Linked DNA regions of Mus musculus: region 2 is linked to region 1. The links are chromatin contacts, called in public HiChIP or PLAC-seq maps. All regions are on one chromosome and are shown on one strand. Each heading gives the region's core, a stretch centred on a gene start, on an enhancer-like site or on the middle of the called end of the contact. The rest is flanking DNA. Distances are from core to core; before and after follow the strand shown.

Evidence for each region. HiChIP or PLAC-seq counts read pairs in DNA pulled down with a chosen protein or histone mark.
Region 2: a contact with region 1 is called in a FOXA1 HiChIP or PLAC-seq map of pancreatic cancer cells. The contact joins two enhancer-like sites. A contact is called at or near these places in 2 of 39 promoter capture datasets (the C10 cell line and liver), 2 of 15 datasets of contacts at CTCF or cohesin (embryonic stem cells and large pre-B cells), 1 of 484 Hi-C or Micro-C datasets (reprogramming fibroblasts), 4 of 115 datasets of contacts at active chromatin or transcription factors (embryonic basal ganglia, embryonic forebrain, embryonic midbrain and 1 more) and 1 of 9 other capture datasets (embryonic stem cells).

What each region holds. Positions count from the first base shown.
Region 1 is chr11:88,117,505-88,120,809 of GRCm38.p6, reverse strand. The region is part of intron 1 of Cuedc1 (CUE domain containing 1); the gene reads right to left. Among named protein-coding and RNA genes, the nearest start is that of Cuedc1, 20 kb to the right of the region's middle. Within about 2 kb of position 1,834, at least 235 of the 459 cell types and tissues checked have an H3K27ac peak or open chromatin away from gene starts, as enhancers often do. A contact at or near this core is called in pancreatic cancer cells, where this site is marked.
Region 2 is chr11:88,821,505-88,824,809 of GRCm38.p6, reverse strand. No RefSeq gene overlaps it. Among named protein-coding and RNA genes, the nearest start is that of 4930556N13Rik, 28 kb to the left of the region's middle. Within about 2 kb of position 1,584, at least 31 of the 459 cell types and tissues checked have an H3K27ac peak or open chromatin away from gene starts, as enhancers often do. A contact at or near this core is called in pancreatic cancer cells, where this site is marked.

The sequences.
Region 1 (3,305 bases), core at 585-3,084:
TCCACCCCAACCCCAGCTGGCAGAGGGCCTTTAAAGGCCTCCAATTTGGCCAATTAATCCACACGACAAGGAAGAGTCACAAAGGGAGGAGATGACAGAGATGTGGAGGAATAGAATTTGGCCACCAGATCTTGGTCCCAGTGTCTAGTCCTGAGTGAGACCCACCATGCTTTCCTGGGTGGGTGTAAATGGCCAGAGTCTTTACCCATGGGTTTTCTTGTCCCAGAATCACTACATTCACACCAGACCTGGAAGGTAGGCACCATGGTTGCCAGCAATGAGTTGTAGTCCACCAGACAGGATGCTGCATCCTCAGACTAACAGTGACTTGGGAACAAATGGCAGACACGACAGCTTTCCTGGGATTTTGTTTTGTTTTGTTTTAATCTATTTACCTTTATTTTATGTGCACTGGTGTTTTGCCTCCACGTATGTCTATGTGACAGTATCAGGTCTTGGAGTTACAGAGAGTTGTGAGCTGCTATATGGTTGCTGGGATTGGAAGCCTGGGTCCTCTAGAAGAGCAATCTGTGCTCTTAACAATTGAACCATCTCTTTGGCTCCAGCTTTCCTGTTTTTTATATATTAGGAATATAACAATAAAACGTGAAAGGGGAGAATTCTGGAACTGAGCCCCCCTGCAAAGGCAGCGAAGCCCACGATCAGCATTTCTCCTGAATCTACTGGCATTGGCACACTCGCACAGGAGTGTAGACTGCCAGTGTGGTCGCCTCACATTTGATGAATACTTTAGCGCCTCTTTCTCTTCTCTTCCCTCTCTTCTCTTCCCTCTCTTCTCTTCTCCTCTCATTTTCTCTCCAACCCCCTTGCAGCCCAAGTTTCTTTCCCTTCTAACTCCCTAAGTAGCCAGTGATGACCGTGAGATTGTGAGCCTCCTGCCTTTCCCTCCCCAGCTCTGATAGAACACATGCGTGCCACCATACCCAATTTTATGCTAAGCTGGGTAGTAAACTTTGTATATGTTAGGCAACAGGGCTACCTCCCAGCTCCAGTGTTATACATGTTACATATTCGATACCCAGCAAAGAATCTGCTTAGGTGGCCATGGCTAGCTTGACGCCATCAGCACAGGACTTCCCACACTAAGGTGCCCAGTGTGTGTGACTTTCCTCTCTCCTTTAAACGGCACAGACAGCCCGTTGCCTGGAGACTGGGCACACTCTTCTGTTCACTCTTCCTTTCATTCTCCAGCAGCAGGTCTGAAAACAGTGGCCTCCAGGAAATACGCTTGGGGCCAGGGCAAAGGGGGTGAGGAGAGGCAGGAGTGTGCTCTTCTCCCAGGCAGCGACACCCCCCAGCCCCCCTTCTCTCTGTCTTCCTTTTCCTCCCCAGGTCTGAAAGGCCCAGCAAACCAAAAGGCTCCCACAGGGAACAAGGCCCCCTTTGAAAGCCAGTGTTTGCCTGGAGCTGCCGGCAGACAAGGGTTGCCATGGCCACTGAGCACCTTTGCCAGCCAAGCCTAGGCAGGCCCAGAAGAGCAGCTTAAACCACCAGACGCCCCAACTCTAACCCCTTCTAGGGTCCCAACTACTGTCAAACACACCTGTCCTGAGGCCCTATGGCTGTTGGAAGGTGATAATTGGGGAACCTCTAGACTGAAAACCTAACACCGGAAGGGACCAGAGGATGGAGGCCCCTCCCTGAGACACCAAGCAGAAATGTCAGGGCTCAGGGCTCGGAGCCACCGTGCTGGGGAGCAGCTCGCCAGAGCCATACTGCCTCAGGACCTGCCCTGCCTCCTGGGCCAGAGCCTGGCTGTGCTGCTAATGGGAATGACTTATTTATGTAATTCATTATCACTGGGGCCTGGATCCAAGAGAGGTGGGTGGAGGCCAGGCCCCAGCTGCTGAGGGAGGAAAGGGAGGGGCTGTCCTGAGGCTCAGTCTGGACCTGGCAGCCACAGAGCTTGCTGCTGCTGACTGCAGGGACCAGAGGACAAAGGCAAGGAGGAAAGGGGACAGGGCTGGACCCTGGAGGCTCCGTGGGGCTCTTGAGAGTGAGAATAGAATTCCTCAGAAGCAGAGGCCTAGCATACTTTTGCCTTTAAACTGCTCTGTGGTCCAAAAGGCGTCTTCATCTAAAAAACAAAAAACAAACAAACAAACAAACAAAAACCAGGCAGTGGTGTACACATATTCAAGCCCAGCCCTCAGAAGGCAGGGGCAGATGGCTCTGTGAGTTTGAGGCCAGCCTGATCAATAGAGTGAGTTCCAGGACAGCTAAGGTTACATAGTGAAACCCCATCTCGAAAATCCAAAAACCAAACAAAACAACAAAATAAACAAAAAAACTCCGAGCTCTGCAGCTTCAAGACGGAAATGCTCTCGTGTCCAACAGGAGGCCTCCTATACCTGACCCAGGATGGAAAGGAAGAGCCTAGAACCTTCCAGCATTCTGCAGTCATCCCTAAGATCCATCATGGAGGCTCCAGTGGAGGGGCAGGGGAACGGATCAGGCTTGGGATGACAGGTGGCTGGAGCTGGCTCCAGGGGCTGAGGCAGCGTGTCCACCCCAGCACTCACACCCCAGACAGGGCCAGGTTCTTAGGAAGATCCTCGTTCGAAGCCTCTGAGAGGCCCAGGCTGCCTCTGTGGCAGTCTCTCCATTTCTTTATCCCTGCCCCTGCCCCTGCTCTAGCTCCTGCCCGTCTGAGGGACTACATCTGTCCAATCTGGGAATTGGTCTCCGTCTTCCTTTCCTTCCTCTTCCTCCCCCTCCCCTTCCTCTCTCTCCTCTGTCTTGCTGTCTCTCTCCCAGACGTCTTACGTGCCATGCTGGAACTCTCCATAGAGATGAGGAAGTATGAACTTGAACTCCTGCCTCTACTTCCCCACGTTTGTGGGGTTTTGGTTGTGAGGATCAAACCTAGAGATTTGTACCTATTAGGGAAGCACTCTCCTAGCCAAGCTCCCTCTCTAGCCCTGTGGCCTTGGTTTCTAATAATAATATTAGTGATTCACTGAGCACCCGTTTCCTGTGATCCTCACCACACCCCCGAGAGGAGGGGAGGAAACACTGGCCATTAGGAAGTCTGCACAGGTCACATCACCAGTAAGTGAAGAACAAGGGCCCAAACCTAGCTGTTCAGTTTTCACCCCCTTGGTATAAAAATGCTCACACAGAGAGTCTTTCAAGAGCAGAGCAAAGCAAGCCCCACAGGGCTGAGTCGATTTCCTTATAGGTACCCAGCCCGTCGGGGTAGAGTAAGGACAATGTCCAGAGTGCTAAATCCGGACCAACATCCTCTCCCGGTCACACCATTTCAACCACAGAAACAGCTGTGT
Region 2 (3,305 bases), core at 335-2,834, 700 kb before region 1:
AGCCATTTACCACCATGCCCAGCTACACAGGGCCACGGGCCAAATTTAGGTCTTCTTCCATGGTAGGCAAGTTCTCTACTAACCAAACCACATTCCTGGCTCCTCCTTTGCCACAAAAGTGATCATTTATGTAGATGGGTATTTTATTTTGCCTGCGAGCATAATCTGTGTATCTCGTGCCTGCCTGGTGCTTGAAGAAGTCAGAAGAGGGAGTCAGGACCCCTGGAACTGGGTTCCAGATGCTTGGCAGCTGCCATGTACGTTCTGGGAACTCAAACCTGGACCCCTTGGGAGAACGGCCAGTGATGCTTTGAACCACTGTGGCACCTCTGCAGCCCCGCCCCTTTGATGTTTAACGGGAGGCTAATGAGCATGCATTGTCACGAGTCTGAGTATGGCTCAGATTGTTTCTGTTGGATAGTGCTAGGTAGGGAACAGGGTTCTGAGGTCACCGCCCTGCAGGCTGTCTCACAGTAGAGGCTCAAGCGTTTGCTACAATTTATTTATAATGCTTGCAAGTGGCTGGGCCCAGGCCCACTGAACCAGAGATTCTTAAGAATGGGACTTTGAAACCTACATTTTTTTTTCAATCCTGGGGTGGGGCAAATACAGGCCTTCACGCGTGTTCTATCGCTAGGCTACATCGCCAGCCCTTTTTACATTTTTATTTTGAGACAGTTTTCCAAGCTGGCCTTAAACTCAAGCCATAGTCCAGGTAGCTGAGGCAGGCCTTGAACTTGTGACCCTGTCTTTTCCTTTTTCTCTGAGTTTTAAAATAGAAGAATAACCGTAAACAGCTTTCTTCTTCCCTTCCTTCTCTTCCTTCTCCATCATCCCTCTTTTTTTTTTTTTTTTTTTTTTTTTTTTTTTGAGACAAGGTTTTTCTGTGTATCCTGGAACTTGCTCTGTAGACCAGGCTAGCCTCAAACTCACAGAGGTCCACCTGCCTCTGCTCCCCTGGTGCTGGAATTAAAGTTGTCCGTCAGCACCCCCTGGTTGACTTTGAGCTTTCAACCTTCCCATTTCGATCTCCCAACTGCCAGGCTGGGATTACAGGTGTGACCACTATATCCAGTTCAGGTCATGCTGGAGAGAGAACCTAGGGTTCCGAGTGTGCTCTGATAAGTTCTCCCCAACAGCCACGTCCTCAGGGTTGTCCAGTTACTTCTAAAGTGGTGTGCTTCCCCCTGGGTTGAGACAACATGGAATCCTTGGGTCCTGGTTTGGGGTTAGAGCTAATTATTGTGTGATCTGGGTGATGGCCTGCTGTCTGCCATGTGTGCAGTGTTGTGCCTTAGGTCAGATGTATCTGGGGGACAGTTATCAAAATCAGGGTGTGCAGTTTCGTTTCAAAACACCCAGTTTCCTGTTTCATTTCATCCATATTCGGCAGGGCATAGTTTGTAATGGTCTTATTCAGAGGGTGGAAAGAGAGCATTTAAACAGTAAAAGGCCCACCTTAAGAAGTAGAGTCGTAAAAGAGAATGGTTTTTGAAGTGTTTAAAGGAGTGGAATGAAGTCTTGTGCACTCCACAGGGCAGACTGCTGCTATTGTGGTCTATGTCCACTAGATGGCACCACAGCACAAGCTACTACGGGTATCCCCTCCCTTTGCCTCATCCCAGAAAACAGGTTCTCCAAGCACTTGTCTCAGTATTAAACTTAACAGGAATGCAAATCCCCAGCTCATACCCGAGACTTACTGACCGAGAACCGTGTAGCACTTTGTCCACGTAGTTTAGATGCAGACTTAAGTTTGAGAGCCACTGTCCTAGAATCAACCTTGGGGTAGCTTGGGAAGATACCTGTAGTACGCCAAAAGCGCTTGCTGGGGAGGGAATGAGGAGGTGCGTGGGGGGCGGGGCGGGGTGAGGAGGGGAGGGAGGGTGGAAGACAGTCAATGGTGCAGGTATATTTAGTGCCAAGGAGCTGCTCCAAAATCAGAGAGCTGATATGGACTAGGGGGCAAGACTGGATTTCTCCCAAGTCGGGGAAGTAGAGGAGAGAAAAGAGGGCTCTTCAAAGAGATCCCCTCCCTTAGGGCGCCAGATCATGGGCTAGGAGCTGAATCATAGGCTGAGTTCTCTGCCGGGAGCCCCAGGGCAGCTGTGTCCTCATTGTGGCTGTTCATCTCAGCCTGTTCTGAAATTTCACCAACCTACTACTGTGTTAATGGATTGAAATCTTGCAACCCTCCCAAGACGACCCAGGAAAATGGATGCTAAGAATCAAAAAGAAGCTTGAGACGGGGTGGGAAAATCACTAGTGAATTAAAACCTTATTTTTGTCTTTTCGATCCTATCTGTACCCTCAGGGAAGGCCAGTGCAGAATGAATTCATCTCTCTCTCTCTTTTTTTTTTTTTACACAAAAATTCCTTTTGCAGGTCGCAGCTGAGGCTTCACAGGGGCGACATACCATGCAAATATGTATTTTTTTTTCAGTTATGATGTATACAGTTTTTAGTTTGATTTATTTTTGGTGTCAGAAACAAAATGGAAGTTAGCTCTTTAAAAATGAGTGTGGCTGGCTGAATAAATAAATAATATGCTCTTGGCCAGTACCTGCCAGTACCTCCTTAATTGCCCATTGATTCTTTAATTCTCTGCCTTTCACCATCTACGAAATTAAGAGGCCACAGAGCATGGAGATGTCTTTTGCCAAACAACTAAAAGAATCAGAGGTTTTCGAAGGTCTGGTTCTTCCTGGGGGGCTTTTACCTAGCATTGAGGGGCACAAGTTACCCAAGGATGGAAGCCTGGTGTCCTGCTTGGACCCTTCCCAGGCTTCTGTACCGTCACTTGGCTTTCCAGCCACAAACATGTACTGTGTCCACTCTGGCGGGCCACCAGTGGCAGCAGGGACCCGGTTGTCCCTCCTCGTGGTCTCTGGAGGTTGGGTGGTCTGTCATGGTCTCTCTCCAGCAAACGCTGCCGTTCAGAGTGTTCACACTCCTCCGATAGCCCCAACCACGGGTCCTGGGAGCTGGCTGCCTCCTTTCTGCCAGGGGAGATGTTCCAGGAAGCTCTCCTTTATCCCATTTCTGGAACCACCAACCAATCTCCCCTCCCTCGGAAGTCTCCTGGCATCTATCTAGCCTCCTCTTCTCCCTTTCCTTCCCGTCAAGGCACAGAGGCCTGTGTTCTCATCGCAGGCTGTCTCCTAGGACCCTTCTCCAGGGTGCACTCTTCCTCAGGATGCTACCCTGCAACGCCTTCCTCCAGGGCATGGCTCTGAGCATTCACACCCCTCTGTAAGCTGCTACACCGGGTGGGGTAAGGACAGGTCGTGCCAGCTGCTTCTCTG